Linked DNA regions of Anser cygnoides: region 2 is linked to region 1. A link is a contact called in public Hi-C data. All regions are on one chromosome and are shown on one strand. The core of a region is the stretch at or near the end of the contact, and the rest is flanking DNA. Distances in the headings are between cores, read along the strand shown.

Region 1 (6,579 bases), core at 3,051-5,550:
CCGTCCCCTTGTCCTCCGCGTCCCACGGGGAGCCCGGAGCTGGGGCTGGGGGTCCCGGCTGGGTGCCAGCGGGGCTGTCCCCACGTGTGGCTGTCCCACCGCAGGGGGACGGCTGGGTCCCCATGTCCCAAATCAGCGGTGGCGTCGGTGGAAACAGGGCTTATTATTGCTGGGGGGGGGTGGTGGTGCTTGGGGCGAGCTGGGGACGGAGAGGTGCCCCCGCCACGTGGCCGTGTCCCCTGCTCACGGCTCCGGGCACGCTCGTGGCCTCGCTGCCATATGGCAGGCAGGGAAGGGGCTGGAGGAGCTGGTGGGGAAGGAGTCTCAGAATCACCAAACTGCTGTAAACGGCCTCATTTAGGGGTACTGGGGGGGGGGGGGGGGGGGTCCCATGCCCAGGAGGCAGCCCGACGGTGACCTGGGGTCCCCGGCACGCGTGGCCGTGTCCCCTCGCCCTGCCAGGGCACGGCGGGGCTGGGGATGCTCTTTTTGGGGACAAGGAGCTGGTGGTGTCCCCACCGGGGTGACCACGGGGGATGCTCGGGGAGCTCCGGGCGTCCTCCTGCTGCCGGCGGCGCCCTCGGGGGGTGTCCCTGTCCTTGGGGCCCCCCCCCGGGCTGCGTGCCCCCGCCGGGGAGTGGGGCGGGAAGGGGTTAAGGCAGGCGAAGGAAAACAAGAGTGCTGCAGGGCCTGGGTGGCTGACAAGCCAAACAACTGTTTTTGACTCACTGCTGCTGCCTTGCCAAGCGCAATTGCTTCCACATTCCCATCCCCTGGCTGGAGGGGTGCGCGGAGACGTTGGCTCCTCTGGAGGCTGCGGGGAGGGAAGGGGGATGCCGGGGAGGGGGGGGGGGAGGTGGCAGCGAGGGGGGGGCTGGCTCGGCACCGCTTTTTCTCGGCTCTTCTCTCCTTTTTTTTTTTTTTCCCCTCCGTGCCGAGCAGCACGGGCGGGCGGGGGGGGGGGCGGCGATGCTGCCGGGGCCGCTCGTGGTGGCAGCTCCCCATGGAGCATCCCCTCCACCGGCCCCAAAGGTGGCAGAGGGGATTGGGGGGGGGGGCTGCAGGGTACCCCAGGGGTTCGGCTGCCCTGTCTGGGTGTAGGGGGGCAGCAGCAGCCCTTGGCCCCCCTCTCCAGCTCCTGGGTTCCCCTCTCCACTGGGGATCGAGCCCCCCCAGCCCCAGTGTCCCCATTCCTGCCCCCATAAGGACAGGGCGAGACCCCATTACAGCCCTGCACGGTTATGGGGTCCAGATTTAATGAGGGGCACTGGGAGGGGATAGCCGGGCACGGGAAGGGGAGGCAAATCTGGGGGGGGGGGGGGCAAATCTGCCCCGGCAGCTCCTAGGCTGTAAAATCCCCAGGGCTCCGAGCGCTGGTGCCGTGGTGCTGCAGGCAGCGAGAAATAAGTCCTTGGAGCCCAGGCTCGGTCGTTCCAGAGGAGAGGTTGGAGCTTCTCGGGCTTGCTGCTTTGTGGAGTTAATTATCTTCTGAGTCTGCTATTTTTTTTATTTTTTTATTTTTTTTTTTGTTCCTTGGGATTATTTCCTTGGCAAACGAGGCGTCGTTTTCAAGCACTGAGCTCTGCTCCCTCTGAACCCCTGGCTGCTAAGGAGGAGATCCTGGTCTTAACAAAACAGCTCGCCCTAAAAAAAAAAAATAATAAACCAACAAAAAACCAGAGGGGCTCGGGGCAATTTGGGCCGCTTTGGCTGTTTTTGTGGAACGTACGCCTCGTGGGAGCGGGGGCAGATGGGGCTCTGCGGTCACCTGTCTGCGTCGTGGAGACGTCGTGCCGGGGGTCCCCACGTGCCGGGGGCCGTGGTGCTGGGGGTCCCGCCTGGGTGCTGTCAGCCACGGGGGATAAATGGGTCCTGCGGTGCCGCCTGGTTGATCTCACCCTGCTGCCGCCCCAGGGGAGGGATCTGGCGAGCTGTGACCCCCCCCCCCCCCCCGGTGTCCCCACGTCGACGCGGAGGGAGGCGCAGAGCCCCGCGGGCAGCATCCCGCTGGGGATGCGGGAGGGCGATGTCAGCGCCGTGACAAATGTCGCAGAATGACTCCATCCCCCTTGTGCCGCCTGCGTCCCCTTCTCCCGGCTGACCTTAGCTCACCCGTGCCACCCTGGGGCTGCCCCGGGGGCTCTTGCTGGCGGGGGGAGGATTTGGGGCCCGGCCTCGGGTCGAGAGGAGGATGGGGAAGGCCGGGCTTTGCATCGGGGCTCTCTTGGGAGCGACGCTTCAGTGCGAAACCCTCGCGGTGCCGGCGGGGGCTCTGCGGGGGGGCTCCCCTTGGGGCTGGGGGGGCACCGTGCTCTGGCCTTCCCCCTGGGGAAGCTTCGTGTGCCCACCTGGGGTGCGTGCCCGCAGTCTCCTGCTTGCACCCCCTTTTTCATCGGGATGGATGGGCGAGCAAGCGGGACGCGTGCGGGTTTAGCCACTGGGGCGCATCCCGTGCCCCGCGCCAACCTCTCCTTTTTCCCCTTGCGCCCTCCCGGTGCTCCCCGGGGCCACAGACGCCAGGGGATGCCCCACATCCACGTGTGTGCAACGGGACGGGACCTCGTCGGCTCCTGCTGGGGGCACGGGAAGGCAATTCCAGGCCGGGATCCCCTTCCCGAGGCCGCAGCTGGGGCTGAGCGCCGTGGGGCCGGGGAGCAGCAGCAGCGGCGGCGGCGGCGCAGGGGCCGGCTCGCAGCGGCTCTGCCTCCTAATGTGTTTGCAAATCCTCCCCAGCTGAGGGGATTAAAGCCGGCATCTGGCTTGCTTTATAATATTAAAACAAAGGGAGTTGGAGGCGCCATCAGCGAGGGAGGGAGGGAGGGAGGGAGGGAGGGAGGGGGCTGCAGCCCTGCTCGCCGAGGTGTAGCTGCTGGGAAAACCTCGCAGGAATCCTCGCGCGCCCCTGCCGCAGCCCCAGCCCTTCCCGGGAGCTTTTCCCGGGCAAGAAACCGACCCCGAGCGCTCCTCGTGGTGTGCCGGCTCGGGGACACCTTGGGGACACCGGGGGGGGGTCCTCACCCCCACCCCGTTGGCACCCCGGCACCCGCCCCACGTGTCGGGGCGCGGTGCCGGCGGCGCTGGGGGTGCCGCAGGCGGGTGGGCCGCGGGGGGGGTTCGGGGGTGTCCGCGAGCTCCCCGCGGCCTCCCCGCGCCGCTCTCGGAGCAGCAAGAATTCAGGAAGCCGGCGCGCGGCGAGTGCCAAGTCGGGGCTGTACCGCGGCCAAGCCCCTGCTTGTTTTCTCGTCTCGCTGGAGCCAGCGAGTGACCTTATTAGCTGCGGGGGCAGCCGCCTTATTAGCGCACATCTGGCTGCGAGGAGGCCGCACAGGCCCCGTACTGTCTCCCCGCCCGGCCCTAACCCCGCGGTACCTTGCAGGAATGCCGCCGGGGGGGGGGGGGGGGCTCGCCCTGGGGCCTCGCGGGGTGGCAGCGGGGCTGGGTTTGCTGCCTGGGGGGGGGGCAGGATTAGGCAGGCTGGGTTGGAAGGTTATAATTTCAGGTCATAAGCCGGGGTACGGGGAGGCTGGGGATCTCCCCCCCTCCCGTCCCCGAGCACAGAGGATGTGCCGTTGGTGTTCCCGTGGGGGCTTGCCCCAGCTCCCTGCGTGTCGCCACAGCCCTTTCTTCTTCCCCGGGGGGCCGGCTGTGCTTTTCGGGGAGATTTCTGGGGGGAGATTGCCCCGCTGGGCCGCCCGTGTGGCGTCCTCGCATCCCCGAGAGCAACCCGGGGCGGGCAGCGGGTGCCCCCTGCGCCCTGCCTCGTGCCGCAGCACCCCGATGGCGCGGTTCCTCCGTCTCCCCGTTCCCAGCGGGTTGCCCTCGGGCACGCACCAGCACCGGAGCATCCCCCAGCTTCGGGGTTTTCTCCGCTGGCTCCCCCCAAACCTGCACGGTCCCCACGGGCACGCATCCTGCCGGCACCCGTGCGTCGCCCCCGCGCAGGACGTGCCCGCGGAGCCACCGACCACCCACCCGCCACCCTCCCGCTGGCGCCCGGCTCCCGCCCCCGCCGAGCGCTGCGGCGCTTCCTCTCCCTTCCTATAATTATCCCCGAGCCGGGGAAACGGGGTGGTGGTGGGGGGGGGGGGGGGGAACCCTAAAACTGCTTCGCCCCGGTGCTGGCGGAGCCCCCCAGGGGGCTGGGGCTGGGGAGCGCGGGTGCTGGGCGCCTGCCCGCGCCTCCGCCGCGCAGGGCTGCCCTTTGTCCCTCTTGGCGTGCTCGGGAGCTCGGCAGCTCTTGGCTTCTCCCTCCTGTTTTGGAAATTCAAAACATTTACAGGGCGGCCCACTCGCGCCCTCCCTGCCACGGAGCGAAGCATTTGGCTGACTCCCCTGCTTTCCTTGGCCGCCGCTCCCTCTTGTTCAAGCTCTGCAGGGCTTTTTCTCCACCCCCTCCCCTATTTTTTTTCCTCTTTCTTTTTTTTTTTTCTTTTTTTTTTCTCTTTTTTTCTTTTTATTTTTTTCTCTTTTTATTATTTTTTTCACTTTTTATTTTTTTCTCTTTCTATTTTTCTTTTTATTTTTTTCTCTTTTTTTTCTCTTTTTATTTTTTTCTCTTTTTTTTCTCTTTTTATTTTTCTCTTTTTATTTTTTTCTCTTTTTTTTTCTCTTTTTATTTTTTTCTCTTTTCATTTTTTTTCCTCTTTTTATTTCTTTTCCTCTTTTTGTTATTTTTTTTTCTCCTTTTATTTTTTATTTTTTTCTCCCGTGGGGTAAGCTCACAAAACGACACGCGGGAAAAGCCATCCCGGGGAGGGGGGGCAGGATGCGGCCCCACGAGCCTGCCCCTTCCCTCCCCGTGCGTGCCCCGCGCTCCGACCTCGCTCCTTGCCGGGAAGGGCACCCCGTGCCGGGGCAGCCGGAGCAGCACCGAGCTGCACCAGCACTAATGAGCTCTGCCTGAGCAGCAGGATTAATTAGCTCTTGGGGGGGGGGGGCCTGAGCATCCCCCTGGTGAGCGCAGAGCGGGGTCGGTGCCCCCCGGTGCAGCCCTGGCACGACGCGGGGCCCGGTGCTGCGGTGCCTTTGCTGGGGGCTCGGGGGTGCTGCAGGGGGGGCCACATCCTGCACCCGCCCGCTGCAGGCTTCCCGCTGCCCTCCCCGGGGAGCCCAAAGGAGCCCAAAGGAGCCGCGTTTCTTCCCGAATCAACGCCGTGGGGCCCAACGGGGAGAGGAAATCCCCGAGCGAGCCAGCTGCTGGGAAGCCACAGGAGCTGTGCTGCTGCCCGCTGCTTTTTCCTCTTTTTATTGTTTTTTTTGTTTTGTTTTTTTGCGCCAAAGCACACGGAGGGGGCGGATTTTGCCGCGGGTTTGTCCCTGCGCCGCTGTCCCCCCAGGGACGGGAGCTGAGGACGGGACCTGGACGCCCCCCGTGGGGTCTAAAATGGCCCCGCTGGGGACGGGGTGGGAGCTGCGCGTGGGCACGGGGGGGGTGCTGCTCCGCACCCCGTCCTCCTGGCACCCTTGGGAGCGGTGCCCGAGCCCCCCCCCGAGCCCCCTGCATGGAGGGGATGGGGTCTGGCACCATGGGGGGGGGGAGGCAGGGGGCAAAGGGGGGGGCCCCGGGGTGCCGAGCGGGGACGTGGTGGCGAGGCCTTGGTGGCGAGGTGGTTGTGGGGGGGGGGACGCGGAGCTCGAACTCGAATTAACCGGTAATTGCGCCGTGCCTAATTACAGGGAGAGAGCAAATCACCGCGGCGCTTCAGAGAGCGCCTGACACGGAGTAACGAGGATAATTAGCAATCAGGCAGGAAGCTGCCATCTCGCTCCCCGTCCCCCCCGAGCCCTGGGGAGCGACCCCCCCCCCACTCCGGCCCCGCTGCCTCCCCCCCCCCAACTCAGGGTGCTCCGGGGGCTTCTGTCCCCCCCCCACCCCCCTCCCCACCCAGTCCCCAAACGGGGCACCTGCCCCGCGACACCCCCGAGCCCCCGACGGTGACGCGGGGGGTGGCACACAGACGGGGGGTGCGCCCCCCCCCACGGAAAAAGAACCCTTTTGGGGGAGAGCAGCGGATCCGGGCGCACCCATGCGCGCTGCGCGGTGCAGGCGATGCATTAATGCCGGCTGACGCTAGAGCGCACCAGCAGCATGCTGTGACACCCGCCTTGGGGACACGGCACCCGCCGGGGCCACCTGCGCCCCCCACCTCCCCCCCCCCACCCGACACCCATGGGGTGGCCTCCGGCAGCGGGGCAGGATCCGGCCTCCGGGCTTCCGTCCCCTCTCCGGTGGCCCCCGGTGCCCCCCGGGAGACGCTGGGGCTGGGATCTGGGATCTCAACTGCAGCTCTCCGGACATCAGGGGGGGCGGGGGTCCCCGAAACTTGCCCCCGTCCCCCCCCCCCCCACCGGCATCACCCGCAGCCCTTAGGGATGGCGAGGAGCGGTGCCCTCCGGATTGGCCTCGCCTTGGAGTGCTGTCCCCTCGTTTTGGGGACCGTTTCCAGCCTTTTGGGGGCTGCCCCGTGCTGGGGGGGGGCTCATCCCGCAGCAGCCCCCAGCCCCGCGTGGGTGGAGGAGCCTCCGCGGGGCATCGCCGTGTCACCGCGTCCCCCTCCCGTCCCCTCCTGCCAACCGGGG
Region 2 (6,375 bases), core at 833-3,332, 93 kb after region 1:
AAGGCAGCCCGAGGGCCCCACGAGGAAGCCCTGCTGGGGACGCGAGCGCCGCTCGCCGTGTCACCGCTCGGGACGGGCACGGAGCGAGGCAGCCGCCCGCTGCAGGTGAGCGAAGGGCCGGGGATTGAAACCGAAATTCACCCCCTGTCCCTCGCGCTCCCCGGAGGAACAGGAGGCACAGCCCTGACCCGACCAGGAAGATTTCATTCCTTGCGAACATAAAGGGGAGGAAAATCAGCTCCTTCCCTCAGAATTAATTCGTATTTGGTGACTCAAGCGCCCCGTTAAGGGCGGACGGCAGAGGCTTTTCGTGTTTCCCCTGCTCCCGCTGCAGCTTACCCACGTCCATCCACGCCGGGGGAACCAGGCGGCACTTCTGCCTCTGCTTCAGGTTTACGGCCAGCCAGACGGGCACCTCCACCGGCAGCCCAGGATTGAAAGGGCCCAGGTCCCCCTGGAAGAGGAACCGGAGATGAAAACGCGGCGGCTGGAAAGGGCTCGGCCACCGCAGCGCCCGTCTCACCTGGCCCCGGCCGCTCCTGGGGCGTTTTCAGGGGGGCTGATTTTGAAAAGCCCGAGTCGGGGAGCGCCTGGATCTCCACCTCCTGCTCCCCCCCCAGCCCAGCCCCTGCCCCCCTTCGACCCTTCGATCCCCCAACCCCGCAGCCCTCTGGCTCCTCTCCCCTCTGCCCCAACGCCTGCCCCAGCCCCTCTCCCTGCCCCTGATCCCCCCAGGCTCTGCCCCGCAGCTCCTGAGCCCCGATCCCCAAATCCCCCAGGCCCTGACCCCAAATCCCTCAGCCCCTGACCCCAACCTCCCCCGATCCTCACTCCAAATCCTCCAACCCTGATCCTGACCCCAAATCCCCCATCCCTGACCCCAAATCCCCCATCCCCTGACCCCAAACCCACATCCCTGCCCCAAAAGATCCTCAACCCCTGACCCCAAATGCCCTCAGCCCCAGACTCAAATCCCTGATCCCCGACCCACAAATCCCCCTGATCCTGTCCCCAAACTCCCCAATCCTGACCCCAAACCCCCAGCCCTGTCTCCAAAATCCCCCAGAGCCCATCCCCCAAAGCTCCTCGGCCCCTGACACCCAACCCCTGACCCCAAACCCCCAACCCCTGATCCAAAAATCCCCACCTTTGACCCCAAAATCCCCATTTCTGACACCAAACCCCCCATCCCTGACTCCAAATCCCCTCAGGTCCGTCTCTCAGATCCCCCAACCCCTGTCCCCCCAAAACACCCTCCCCTGGTCCTAAATCCCCCGATCCTGGCCCCAAAACCCCCATTTCTGACCCCAAATCCCGCATTTCTGACCCCAAATCCCCATCCCTGAACCCAAACCCCCCATCCCTGACCCCAAATCCCCTCAGCTCCATCCCCCAGATCCCCCAACCCCTGTTCCCCCGAAACACCCTTCCCCTGGCGCTAAATCCCTCAGCCCCGACCCCCAAGCCCCATCCCTGACCCCAAAACCCCCATTTCTGACCCCAAACCCCCACCCCTGCCCCCCAAACCCCCATTTCTGACCCCGGGACCCCACCCCGATCAGGTGCACGCGGTCCATGCTGAAGCTGGGCACGATCGTCACCAGCTCCTTCTCGGCCAGGAACTCCGCCTCGGCCGGCTCCATGGCGACGGCACCGGCACCGGCACCGGAACCGGAACCGGCTCTCGGCCCGCCACGCGCCCGGCTTCCCCATTGGCTGCGCGGCCTCCAAGCCCCGCCCACCGCGCCCGCTTCCCGCCGCCGGGCGCTTTTTCGCGGTCTCCGCTTGAGGGCGGGACCCGGCGTAACTCAGAGCTCTCTGATTGGTTGTCCGGCTCGCCCCTGGCTTCCCATTGGTTGCCGCGGGGGTGGAGGTGTGCGCGGCTGGCCGCGGGACCAATCCGAGCGCCTCCGGGTGCGCCGACCAATCAGCGCTCAGCACTTGTTGCCAGGGCGCCGTGGGGGCAGAGAGAGAGAGAGAGAGAGAGAGAGAGCGACTCCCCGGTGCCGCGCATGCGCAGTGTGCCCCGCTCCCTGCTGCTCCCTGCTGCCCCCTGGCGGCCGGGGCGGGCAGCGCCCCTCGGGGCATGGCGGCCGTCCCCCCCCCCGTACCCCCGTACCCCGGTACCCCCGGTACCCCCGTACCCCCTGTGGGGTCCTCCGGCCTCCCCCAGCCCTGCCCTGACCGTGTGTCCCCGGGCAGCCGCACGCGTTCAGGCGCTGGCTGTCGCACAGCTGCCTGCTTCCTTGTTGCCCGCCCGGTTTCTCCATCCGTCCCTCTGTCTGTCCGTCCGTCCGTCCGTCTGTCCGTCCACCCACCGCTCTGATCACCCCCCATGCACCTGCACCGCCTGTACCACTCACACTGCTCCGCCTGTCAATGCAGTCATCTGTGGTGGTCCGTCCTCTGCTGCCTGTCCACCCAAGGGACGTCCACCCACCCACCCACCCATCCCCGCACCCAACCATCCACCCACCCACCCATCCCTCCATCCATCTATCCGTCCATCCCTCCATCCATCTACCCATGAATCCATCCATCCATCCATCCATCCATCCATCCATCCATCCATCCATCCATCCATCCATCCACCCATCCACCCGTCTATCCACCCATCCACCCGTCTCTCCACCCACCTACACATCCATCCATCCACACACCCATCCACCAACTTCTCCATCCATCCACCCACTTGCCCACCCACTCACCCTTCCACCCCACCATCCACCCACCCCCCCACACAAGCACCCATCCATCCATCCTCCCACCCATCCATCCATCTACCCACCCACCCACCCACCCACCCAACCACCCATCCATCCAACCACTCACCCATCCTCCTACCCACCCACCCATCCATCCATCTATCCACCCACCCACCCATCTAACCACCCACCCATCCATCCATTCATCCTCCTGTCCGTCCATCCATCCATCCATCCATCCACCCACCCACCCACCCATCTAAGCACCCACCCATCAATCTATCCATCCCTTCATCCATCCATCCATCCATCCATCCATCCATCCATCCATCCATCCATCCATCCATCCAACCACCCACCCACCCATCTAAGCACCCACCCATCAATCTATCCATCCCTTCATCCATCCATCCATCCATCCATCCATCCATCCATCCATCCATCCATCCATCCATCCATCCAACCACCCACCCATCTAACCACCCACCCATCCATCCATTCATCCTCCTGTCCATCCGTCCGTCCACCCATCCATCCATCCATCCCTCCCTCCATCCCTCCATCCCTCCATCCATCCATCCATCCATCTACCCACCCCCCCACACCCCCTCCTCTCCCTTCCAGCCCCCGGGGGTGCTGAGCCCCGTCCCCCCCCACCCCCCGACCACCGCAGGCCGCTCGGGGCGCCGCGGGCCGGGGGTGCCCCCCGCCCTGGCGCTGTACCCGCGGCGCCACCGGCACGCGCTGCGGCTCCTCCGGGCGCTCTATAAACGGCTCCGCCGTGCCGCGAACACACTTTGGTGCCTTTTGCCATCTGCTGCTGTCATTAAAAAATTAAATTTCCATCTGCTTTCGCGCGCCGGCCTCCTCCGGGGGGCTTCTTGGCGAAGCTGCTCTCCGGGAAGCGTCGCCCCCCCGGCGGGGCAGGATGCGGCCCCGGGGCGATGCCGGGGGGGTCCGGTGCCCCCCTCCTGGTGCTCAGCACTGGCTGCAGGGCGACGACGTCCCCCCCGTTGCCCGCCGGGCGTCCCGGGACAACGTGGCACCCGTGGGCGTGGGCGGCGTGACGATGATGGAGGGCACGTGCAGGTGTTTTTCGCCCGGTGCCGGGACCCCCCCACTGCCGGTCCCGCTGCTCACGCACGTCTTCAAGCCTGCAGAAAGAAGGGGCGGGAACAGCATCGTTGGCTCAACCCTATACGAGCCACTGGAGAATCCCCACCCCCCACCCCCCCCCCCCCCCTGTTCCCCCGGTTGCCCACCCGCCCCGCCGGGTGCGGATAGCTTTAATCTGCTTTTTTTTTTTTTTTTTTTTAATCAAGAGAAAAGCCCCAGCTCCGCGCCCGGCAGCGAGGTTTTAACTCCTCTGAAGCAGGAAAATGCCCGGCGGGGACAGCCACTGATATTTTTAATCTCTTTTTAATTAAGGATAAAGCCCTGCCTTATGTAAGGGAGCCGGGGCGGGGGGGGGGGGGGGGGGGGGCGTTGTTTTATTGCGGGCTCCGAGCCTGTCTGCCGGAGCCGAGGCTGGTTTGGGGACCCAAATTTGGTTTGGTTCCCCAAACGAATTCGGTTTTGACCCGGTTTTGGGGTGGACGGAGGGAAATCAGGGTGCTTTGGTGTCCCCCAGCCCCTCTCTGCAGCCACCCCAGGGTGGGGGGGGGGGGTCTCTGGGACCCCCAAGCCCCCCGCGCCAGGCTGCCTGGCCGGGCACCCCAAAAATGGGGAGGGGGCACGTGGGTGCTGACGCTCCATCCTGCTTTGGGGGGGGGGGGTTAAATGGACCAGAAAACAGAGGGGGGAGGCAGCTCTTTAAACTTCATCAATATTGGAGGTTTTCGGGGGGAAAACTTTATCCACCAGGGACGGGGACCCCATGGATGGGGACACCAGGACGGGGACCCCATGGATGGGGACCCCATGGGTGATGTGTCCCCTCTCCTCCAGGGCTCCGAGGGCTCATTTCGGGGTGAAGCATCGCTGGGGACACCCTCGCTGTGACAACGGAACCGGGTTCCCACCGCTTCCCAAACCGCCCTTGGCTCCATCCCAGGACCAAGCAGGGGATGCGCCCGCACGGGTGCCGGTGCCGCGGGGACGCGAGGTGGCCACCGCCCCCCCGGCCGTCCCTGCAGCCCGCCCGGGCCGTGCCACAAGTCCCCAGCGTCCCCAACCCCACGTCCCAGCCCCTGCCAAGTGGCACTCGGAGCTAACGAGTGGCCTGGGCGCGCCAACAGCTCCCACGTCCCTCTCGCCGAGCCAGAGCGCCTGCAGGCGCCGTGGTGGCTCGGCCCCCGTTAGGAAAAGTGAAGTTTGGTGAAAAGCACGAAAAGCATTTTTCTACGGAAAACAGCAGCGAGCTGGCCCGTGCCGGGCACTGCTACCCAAGGATGCTTGGGGTCAGCCTGGCTCCCAGCCTGGCCCCAAGCACCCCGACCCCGAGCATCCTTCCCGCGGCCCTACCGCTGAGCAAACCCCAAGCCCAGGGCAGCGGGAGCGAGCTCAGGACCGTACCCCGAATTTTCCAGGGCTGGAAACCCACCCCCCCCCCCCGGCGTCCCCTCGCTCAAGCTGCAGCAGCGTCACTTCAGAGGCCAAGCCCCGCGCTGGCAGCAGCGATGCCTTTAGGAGTCAGCAAAGCTCCTCGGAGCGCGACCTCCCTCCCAGCCCTCCCTGCGCGCCCAGGACCCTCCCGGACCCACCTTTGAGGCAGGATAACTTGAGCCCCATGTTTTCATCCTCTTGGCGGGGCCTCGCCGCGGCGTACGGCTCTCCGGCCCCGCTGCCGGCCCCGGCTGCGAAAAGAGAGAGGCGAGGGCTGCGGGAAACGACGGGGAACGGGGCCGGCGATGCCTCGAGAAAGGAGGAACCGGAGCTCGCCGGCCAGGAACGCGCACCTCCGCGCCTATGCGCGCGTATAGAAATAAATATAAATATTGAGGCGCCCGAGCGCGGCGAGCTGCTGGGGCACAACAGGAAGCCCTGCCGCTCGGCGGAGAAACCACGAGCTGATGTCACGGCCCGTCGCTGACTCAATCTCGGCCGCCGAGTTTCGGGAGGAACTTTTTGGGGAGGGAGGAGAAGGAGCCCGGCGCCCCGCCGCGGCACCCTGCCCACCCCGCCGTGGGTGACCCCCGTTCCCGCACGCCGGGAGGGTTTCGGGGCAGGAGGCTGCGAGCAGGAGGAGCGGGGTGGGGATTTGTGTGTTTTTAGGAAAAGCCCGAGCCCCACGTGAAGGAAATTGAGGGATTCCCAGCTGCGAAATTCACACCCAGGGCTGGGCGCCTGCGTGCGCCCCGCTGGAGGTCGGGATGCTGCACGGCGCTGAGCTCCGCGGGGCGAGGGAGCGCGGGAGCCCGACCCCACCAAACGCCTCCGTGCCATGGGACGGGGCGGCAGAGCACCCCCTCGGGTTCCTGCGGCACCCCGAGAGCTCTGGGGAAAATCCAGGTGGAAAAAATCTTGCAGCTGGAGGGACCGGGGGCAGCCCCGGAATGGGACGGAGAAGCAGGGTGCGAAAAAAAAACACAACAGGACAGGGGCTGACATTTCTGAGCCGCCGGTCAGCGCTTACAATTATCCTCGGCAAAAATCCCTTCGCCGGGAAATTCGCATCCCTCCTGCCCGCAGCTGCTGGGGAAAGCTTCTTGGGAAGGGGGTTGGCGACTCG

Evidence for each region. A called contact is a pair of places that touch in the nucleus more often than the background predicts.
Region 2: a Hi-C map of granulosa cells shows a contact between it and region 1, with 2.3 times the contacts expected there. The contact joins the promoter of GINS2 here to the enhancer-like site in region 1. A contact is called at or near these places in 2 of 7 Hi-C or Micro-C datasets (granulosa cells and liver).

Annotation. Positions count from the first base shown.
Region 1 is chr12:2,717,346-2,723,924 of Taihu_goose_T2T_genome, forward strand. The region is part of intron 1 of GSE1 (Gse1 coiled-coil protein); the gene reads left to right. Among named protein-coding and RNA genes, the nearest start is that of GSE1, 16 kb to the left of the region's middle. Within about 2 kb of position 4,301, at least 2 of the 3 cell types and tissues checked have open chromatin away from gene starts, as enhancers often do. A contact at or near this core is called in liver, where this site is marked.
Region 2 is chr12:2,812,942-2,819,316 of Taihu_goose_T2T_genome, forward strand. It overlaps GINS2 (GINS complex subunit 2), which reads right to left and starts at 2,083. Exons shown (of 7, transcript XR_010834630.1): 1 at 1,554-2,083; 2 at 340-454. It overlaps EMC8 (ER membrane protein complex subunit 8), which reads right to left. Exons shown (of 8, transcript XM_067004665.1): 6 at 5,408-5,500; 7 at 3,429-3,859; 8 at 340-454.